Linked DNA regions of Danio rerio: region 2 is linked to region 1. A link is a contact called in public HiChIP or PLAC-seq data. All regions are on one chromosome and are shown on one strand. Each heading gives the region's core, a stretch centred on a gene start, on an enhancer-like site or on the middle of the called end of the contact. The rest is flanking DNA. Distances are from core to core; before and after follow the strand shown. Region 1 holds the start of myb (v-myb avian myeloblastosis viral oncogene homolog). Region 2 holds the start of armc1l (armadillo repeat containing 1, like).

Evidence for each region. HiChIP or PLAC-seq counts read pairs in DNA pulled down with a chosen protein or histone mark.
Region 2: an H3K4me3 HiChIP or PLAC-seq map of embryo shows a contact between it and region 1, with 2.6 times the contacts expected there. The contact joins the promoter of armc1l here to the promoter of myb in region 1. A contact is called at or near these places in 2 of 4 datasets of contacts at active chromatin or transcription factors (embryo and gastrula embryo).

The regions. Positions count from the first base shown.
Region 1 is chr23:34,756,615-34,760,832 of GRCz12tu, reverse strand. myb (v-myb avian myeloblastosis viral oncogene homolog) reads right to left here and starts at 2,805. Exons shown (of 15, transcript NM_131266.2): 1 at 2,613-2,805; 2 at 638-755. The coding sequence starts at 2,635.
Region 2 is chr23:34,854,448-34,858,560 of GRCz12tu, reverse strand. It overlaps armc1l (armadillo repeat containing 1, like), which reads right to left and starts at 2,440. Exons shown (of 7, transcript NM_199539.2): 1 at 2,365-2,440; 2 at 1,464-1,629; 3 at 1,069-1,160; 4 at 669-861; 5 at 460-576; 6 at 284-358. The coding sequence starts at 1,616. It overlaps mtfr2 (mitochondrial fission regulator 2), which reads left to right and starts at 2,562. Exons shown (of 8, transcript NM_001077285.1): 1 at 2,562-2,583; 2 at 2,907-3,103; 3 at 3,188-3,292. The coding sequence starts at 3,032.

The sequences.
Region 1 (4,218 bases), core at 1,556-4,055:
TAAGCCTTTAAATGTTACTTGAAGCTGTATAGAAGTGTCTTGAAAAATATCTAGTAAAATATTATTTACTGGCATCATGGCAAAGATAAAATAAATCAGTTATTAGAGATGAGTTATTAAAACTATTACGTTTAGAAATGTGTTGGAAAAATCTCCTTGAAACAGAAATTGGGAAAAAATAAACAGGGGGGCTAATAATTCAAATATAGATTACAGATTTTTTTTGTATTATATATAACATTTAGATGTAAAAATAAGGGAGTTATGAATTAAATTCAAATAGGCCTATTATAACATAAAATACAGTATTTCTGACAAATTTTCTTTATAATCTGAGTTTACAGTATTGCAATACAACTTGGTATCATGATACTATAGCTGGTATAGTATCATAAGATTTATTAATAATATTGCGAAAATTAATAATATTACAAAAATAATATTGTGTGTAAGTATATATAATTTACTTATATTTGCAATTGGTCAAAATGCTGTTAGCAAATATAGATCATTGTTACTATATCTTTATAATATAGATGCTATTATATATCTGTAATTAAATATAGATCAAAGTGTTAAACTACTACAACAGCACAAAAATAACACTTAAACAAAGGCAAAGAGCAGTTTTATGTACCTCCTCACGGGTCCAGCGTGTCTTGCCGAGGTGGCGTTTTCCTGTCTTGGCATGAGGACCATCATAGTCATGATCATAAATCTCCACATCATCATCATCTTCGTCGCTACTGTAAACACTGAGGGGGAGAGAAATGATCAACTGTGAGATAAAGAGAGTAAGGTATCAAAGAGAGGGTGAGTCGGGTGGGGGGGGGGAAGGGGGGGTAATAATAAAACAGCAAACCAAGGGTAAATATAGAATAAATAATAGAGAGAGCACTAATAAGAAGAGTGGGGAGGAATCTTCATGAACCAGATGTGTGTTGGTGACATACACAAATAGCACCCTTTCACCTCCATACATCTATCACGCGTTATAGAAAAATTAAGCGATAACACAGTCAACACAAAACTGGAGTGGATGAACCAGTACAGCCGGCAGGTTAGGGTGCAGGGGGGACACGCTCACAGAAACCTGTTCTGGTGTTTTTGGTTTCCACAGAAACAGCAAGCGTGTGCGTGGACTGGCACTGTTTCATGATAGAAGCGTGTTTAGACCTGCACAGGTACTGTCAAAACCATCTCACCTGGCCGGCTCTGGGCCAATCAGGGTTGAGCACAAGCAGACGTGGAGAACAATGTTCCCCTTGCCTTTGTGCCACAGGTGTATGTGTATGTACTTTTAAATCTCATGTTTATCCTTAATGCGAGTACTCAAAACAAAAGATAAGGATGATAGCTCGCTGCATTGATTACAAGTGTTTACACTGAAATGTAAAACTCAGAACGCACCTAGTCCAAGCAAATATGTAGTCAAATATATGGTTTCATCTTTAGTGTGCGCTGAGTAACTGTACTGTGACTTTAAATACCTGTCAAAATAGTCTCACTGTGGCTGAAAACTAATTCAGAGGAATTTTTGAGTAGTTTATTATTAGCTTAAGTGACAAATACAACGAAATACTCTCACTTTTAACCCGTTGTGTGAACTTAATATACATTAAAGTGAATTTAGCTAACTGTAAACGCTCCAAAATTTGAAGTAAACTTAAAAAGACAAAATTAACCTGCTGAACTTATAGTTTTGTTTCATCTTTTATCGTAATATTTCATCAAAAGGAAACAGGCAGAATGACAGCCGCAGTCTCCATTCACTTGAATAGAAACAAGATGCAGTGAAAGTGAATGGCTCGCGAGACTGTCAGACCCTCACTCGCATTCTGCCTCATTTTCATTTATTTAATTTTGTTCGACGCTAAAGTTACAACAGTTTAAGATCAGCATGAGGGTGTGTGAACGATGACAGCATTTCATGTAGGGTCGAACTATCCCTTTAAGACTATAATACCACGCTAGTTATTACAACCGACAAATGTAAAGCGGATTTAGAAAACTCAGTGATTATAATCCATCCGGCTCACGTGTAATCTCAAAATTAATCCAAACGATATAATTCAGAGCCATTTCCGAAAAAGAGTAAAACTCAGTTAGTAGAAATAGTACGCGAACACACCGAGATGTTTTTGGCAATCGCCCGCTATTTTTCAACTACGCTACACAGCCGCTGACATTGCGGCTCTCCTCTGTTGTTTCTGAATCTAAATGAGTGTTCTTCTTTTTGGGGAAGTACCGAATCAAACCTTAACCTGTCCAGCGGACTCGCACGCGCAGGTGGATGAATGAAAATGTAAATGAACGCGAGCGCGAGACCACCGCGCGCGGGCGCGAGCGGAGAGCGCACATGCCATCCACCTGTTCAGCGCGCGCGGCCACAACAAATGCCAGTCCTCGCAGACTAAGATGCGTGCGATTATAAAAATGCAACAAAGCTCTCATTTTGAGCATGCCTTTTCTGAAATACAATGTTCTTAGGACAAGCCGTTTATACGTGTGTACATATATATACCTCCATGTGGCTGTGGAGCGCATTCTCACAGTATAAGGAAATACATGCGCGAAAGTTTTCATCATAATGCATAAGTTTTAAAACTCACCTGTGTCTGTGCCGCCTCGCCATCCCGCTGTTCGAGAGGAAGGTAGAGATGTGATGGTGAGTGCGCTCGGCTCAAGTGTGCTAAGGTGGAGTGCTGTCAGCTCCTCTTCGAGGAGGAAGTGCTGATATTAAGCTCTCTAGTGGAGTGTGCGATATTGTAAACAGATCCATCAGACAAAGCTGGGCTGTCTTTCTCCCTCCCGCTAAATTTGGCGCCTCGGGTCTTGCGCATGCGCACCATCCGCTCGACTATTCACTGAGAAGAGCGCCTTTTGAGCAAGAGGTCCGCGCTAATCGTCCACTGTTGTGCTTTTGGAACAATTATATTGTGTTTTTGGAGGTAAAGAGGCAGGGAGGGGTGGCAGCGCGTTTCTTGGAGGACAATGTGGACTCTGAGTGGGAGTGAAAGTTTGGCAAACAAGGAGAAACAGAGCGTGAGGGGGTCCGGGCATCCTCTCTCGAGTTTATCGCTGTTTCTGCGGTACTGAAGCTGCTGTACTCTAATGAGGGATGGTGAGAAAAACTGGCTTGTGGTTCCAGTCGCGACTCCCTTTAACAAATTCAGTTAGATTTTAAAAGAATATTTAAAACGGTTTAAATTATGTTTGTTAAAATTAATAACAATTATTATTCGTTTTAAATAATCAACTAAATTTGTAATAAATTAATCTAAATGTTACATTTTCGTGGCTTTTTAATAAAAGAAATGCAAATCAGTAATTACAAACTTCAAACATATTAAAAAAACGTGGTAGATGTAGCCTAGACATATTTTTCAAAATACCACTATTTATAACAAAACTGATTACACAACTTTAACACATCATATTTATAAATAAGCTACTACTAATGCGCTGAAATAACCAGCTAATACAGAAATGTTTGGGCTTTGTCTACTTCCAAGCAAGAGAACCAAACTTCAAGTGTTGTACACATCAATGGGACATACGGAAAGTATTATGGGATGTTTTAGTTTCTTTTTAAGTAGGACATAAGGTAATAATTGATTCGCCGTGTCACTAACAAGAATCAGCTCATAAGAGTCATTTGCTCGAGTTGGTCAACACAGTGACGCGGCTGAAGGCTGTGTGTATTTGATTCCATAAAAGAACCGGATCATAAGAGTCATTTGTCAGAGGTTCGAACTGCTATCCGTGTATCGAAATGTGAATCCAGCAGTGTTGCGCCTAAATATCTGTGCAGAATTTTCTTTCTTCTGCGAAGCTATTCAAACGCAAAACAACCGCTGAGCCGTACAGATAAACTTTTCAAAAACATTATTTCGATTGGGGCAGTTTTTAAAGTTCCCCATTCCTAAATGCACGTTTTCCTTTATGGAGAGACAGTTACGCTGAAAACCCTGTGTCATCGTTAATTTCCTGTGAATCATTTTAATAAACTACGTTTTCCAGAATTCTCGCATTCATTGGGTTGCAACAGTTTCGCTTTTCCTTTTCCAGAAATGTTCCACTTGGTTGCTTATGAATTTCACTTTGCGTCGAGGAACAGTGTTACACAATACACAATGTAAAGCACATTTTGTTACTGAATTTCACGGTCAGGTCTGGACGGAAAAGTAGAGCAGCTTGTTTAAGTTCTTCTCCGAC
Region 2 (4,113 bases), core at 1,191-3,690, 98 kb before region 1:
TGACAAAAAAATTGTTATTTAAAAAAAAAAATGTTATACATTTTTTAATAAAAACAAAAAAATTATTTTATTTAAACCTATGCCTAGAAAATGCAGAGAATCTGTTAATTTTCAGTAGATCTTTTATCCCCCCCATATCTGTTTGTGTATACGTGTGTGTGCACATATATTACAAATATCAATCAAAACTGATAACCATTAAAATGGCAAAATATAAAAATCTGACTTGACCAGACCAGACCAACATATTATTGAGCCCTGGATCAGCAAAAGAAGCACCCACCTCTTCTCCATTTTCATCTTTTACAACCTGCTTAGCCGAAAGCACTTTTGTGGAAGCAATGGCAGTGGCCAGACTCTAGAAAAAAATAAACACATTTGCTTTTACAATTTTCATGCATATCGCAATACCACATCTGTGCTTATTTAACTCCTCCCTTTAAAAAAAAAAAGTAATACCTCAGTAGGCAGATCAGCACGAATGCGTACAGTGCATCTCTTCAGAGCCATCTGAAACGTGAAGCTGATTACACCTTTAACCCTTAGAAGAGCCTCTTCACACACACCTCTCTGATCCTGTCAAAACAATACATCATCTTAGTCTACGATCTGCACTAACATAAGAAACAATCAAAAGTGCACGTGACAGCTTCACATTTTGTACATACCGCCCCATCCAAGCCTTGTATGTGGAGGGTAACTGATTTGGCTTTCTTGTTAGTGCTGTTAATGAAGAACTGAGGTTTGTTCTTCTTCTTCTTCTGTTGCTCTGGAGTCTGACAACCCGGCCTCTGTGATTGAGCGTTTAACAAATCATGAACCTCTTTTGCTAGGTCTGTAATATCAGTTGTCAAATCGGTCCTTGAGGGAATAGAAAAAGGAAGATAATGAATTTTGTGCATTGATGCAGTGTGCATAATTAGACTAAAGCTCAAAGTGTATATCAAAATTTAAAGTTCATTTGATAAATTCCAGAACATCATAGAAGAAGCTCGATTTCATTATACATTTACAGGTATAAATGGAAAAACTACTAATGATAAAAGTGTTTAGTTTAAAATAAAACACCTCTTTATCAATGACTCCAGGCTGACCATCATGCCAAGCTCATTTCTCATTGTATTGATGTTACGGGGCGATTCAGCCAAGTACCGCAAGGCCTGAGGAGAAGACACTTTAAAACTCTAATTTATACAGATAAAAACATTTCGTCACCTTATATTTATAAAGTTCTATCTGACATTTTTGTCAAAATTTAGTTTTTCACATATTCTTATTAAATGACAACTTACTTACATTATGGGATTTGTTTTGTTTTGTTTTATTAAAAAACAAAACAAATGTTTTGCTATATGAAATGCAAAAACTTTAGAGCTCATTATCTCGAAATATATCAGAACGCAGATAGAACTTACAATTCCAAGGTGACGATTTGTTAATTGACAAATCAGGTCTGAGTGTACCTGAAGGGTGGCAAAAAGCACTTTAGGGTCTTTGTGGTCCAGGAACAGCACTAATCCTGGAAGGCAACCCTGGTCCTGAACAATAACCTCCCGGTTCTGTGGTTCTGATGCCAAGTCCCGTAGCTGTGTCACGACTGATAATGCGTCCATCATTTTTTGTGGAGATCTGAAACACCAGAGGATATAAAGACAATTTATTTGACGGCCATTTGATACTCAATTCAATTCAATTCAGCTTTATTTGTATAGCGCTTTTACAATGTAGATTGTGTCAAAGCAGCTTCACATAAATGGTCATAGTAACTGGAACAGTGTGGTTCAGGTTTTAGTGTTTAAGTTCAGTTCAGTTCAGTTTAGCTCTGTTCAGTGTGATTTAATCATTACTGATACCTAGAAGCTACATTCCTATTGGACAGATGTGATTTATGAATTGTGGTTTTGTTCTATACAAAACACAGCATTTGTTTTATTTATTATGCTATCTTAATATCGTATTTATGTTATGGGCGTATCATGCATGTTTTCTGTTTTATTTTGTGCACATTTCAACCGTTTCGATCACGTGACCGTTTACAATAATAGCCTTTTAAAATTTCGACAATAATAAGGCATTAACAACTACGTGAAAAAAATGAGACCTTAAAAGTACACCTTGTTCACACATGGTAACATGAGACTTCAGAAAAGCTAACGCGAATAGCACACATGCTCAAAACACTACCGCTAATAGCGTGTTAGCAAAACAGCTAAAGTGTTGAAATTGCTATTCAAACATTACTGTAAATTAAATAACATCTATATTTATTCACGTTAACATTGTTACATATCGTTTTCAAAACACTCCTTCGTGTATGTTAATACGACAATTAAATTTATCAGTTTACACTGTCACTGTACTCACCGCTACCGTTACTTTTAACAGCACACACAAACAAATACGAAACTTCCCACTCCTTCTGTTCAAACGAAATAATTGGCTAACGTCTTTGACATCGTTTCTAAATGTTTCAAGTTGATTGGCTACTGGAGCCAACCCCACCGCCCGGACCAATCACAAACGCCCTCACAGAAAGAGCTTTATTTGAGTTTACCTGCACGGGAAGCGTGAGACGGCGAGGAGGTAAAGTGAATAACATTAATTAAACAAATTGTCTTCGTAAATATAAACGGCATTTAATAAGACGACCGTAGGATTAAATGAAACGTAGACATATCCAAAAGTGAAATAACGTTATAGGATATGTTTGAGATACGTGTGTGTGTGTGTGTGTGTGTGTGTGTGTGTGTGTGTGTGTGTTTTCGTACGCACTCATTGGTAGGACAGTTGACGATGCTGGTAATTACCGCTGCATTTGATTACTATTATCTTGCATTTATGTCATTAGTTTTATCGTAGTATTTCAGAATTAATGTATAATCTTTATATTGCGGGTTTTGTTACAGAGTTGAGCGGAATGCAGCTGATTTGATCCCTCTGGTCACGTGGAGAAGTTTGGTGCAGTGTCTGTGTGTTGTTAGTTCATCCGTCAGCAGAAATCCAGCGTGCAAAATATACACACACACAGTCAATGTCTCTGCTGGAGGACATCGTTGACCTGCTGAAATGTGTTCTGGAATATTTTGGAGTGCCTCCAGACATGGTATAGAGACAATCAAGTACATAAAAAAAGTTATTTAATGAAAGTTATAATTTATTAACAGTGCATTTGTGTGTATTGTTGCAGTTGGTTCCAGTATGGGAAAGTACACACTGTGGACAGTACCGAAGCCTAGTCCGAATGATTGGAACAAATCTTCCTCTTTCTCCTTACCCTCGGTTGCGGTTTCAGGTATTTTATGCTGTAGAAATAAATTTGTACTGCTACTAAAAATAATATATAAGAATACTATCAATAAAAACTACAGTAGTTACTCATTGAGGTAAAGTTTGTTTTATATTAACACATTCAAACATTCTCCTTAATAATATAATTTCAGAAAAGTATTATTTACATAATCTAAATAGTGAAATAATATTAGCAGCAAATGACTATCAAAGTACAACATTGTTCACACGCAAATAAATAGAGCTAATGCTGTTTTCAAGTCATACTTGCATGTGATTTCAGGCTGAATATATTTAAAGTACCATGGTAAACCATATAGGAAGCAAGTTGTCACTGAACGAATGTGAGAATATAAAGCCAACTTTACCACTTACCAATTTTGGCACTATTTTGTTTCGTTTTATTGTTTGTATATGTTCAGTGTATTATAGGGCTGTGCGATTTGGGGTAAATATCTAATTGCTATTTTTTATTATTTTTTTGGACAGATTGGGATTGTGATTTGGTTTATGATTTAATTCAAGCTGATTTTAATTTAACTCAAGCTTCAGCTCAATAATCTGTATGTCATGGCAAAAATTTTGTGACAAGAGTCTATTGTTTCTTCTCGTGTAATGGCATAGTTGATGACAACTGATACCATGTCTGCGTTGTCTCACGACACCATCGCAGAAAGTCTAGCATGTTTAATAGCATTGCGGACTGGTTTTGAAGCACTTCACCTCAGATGGTATTCGTTATTTTTGTATATAATTCTGACTTTAACTGTACATATTTTATTTTGCAGCCTCTTGATATTAACTAACTGCAACGTTTCAAATTGC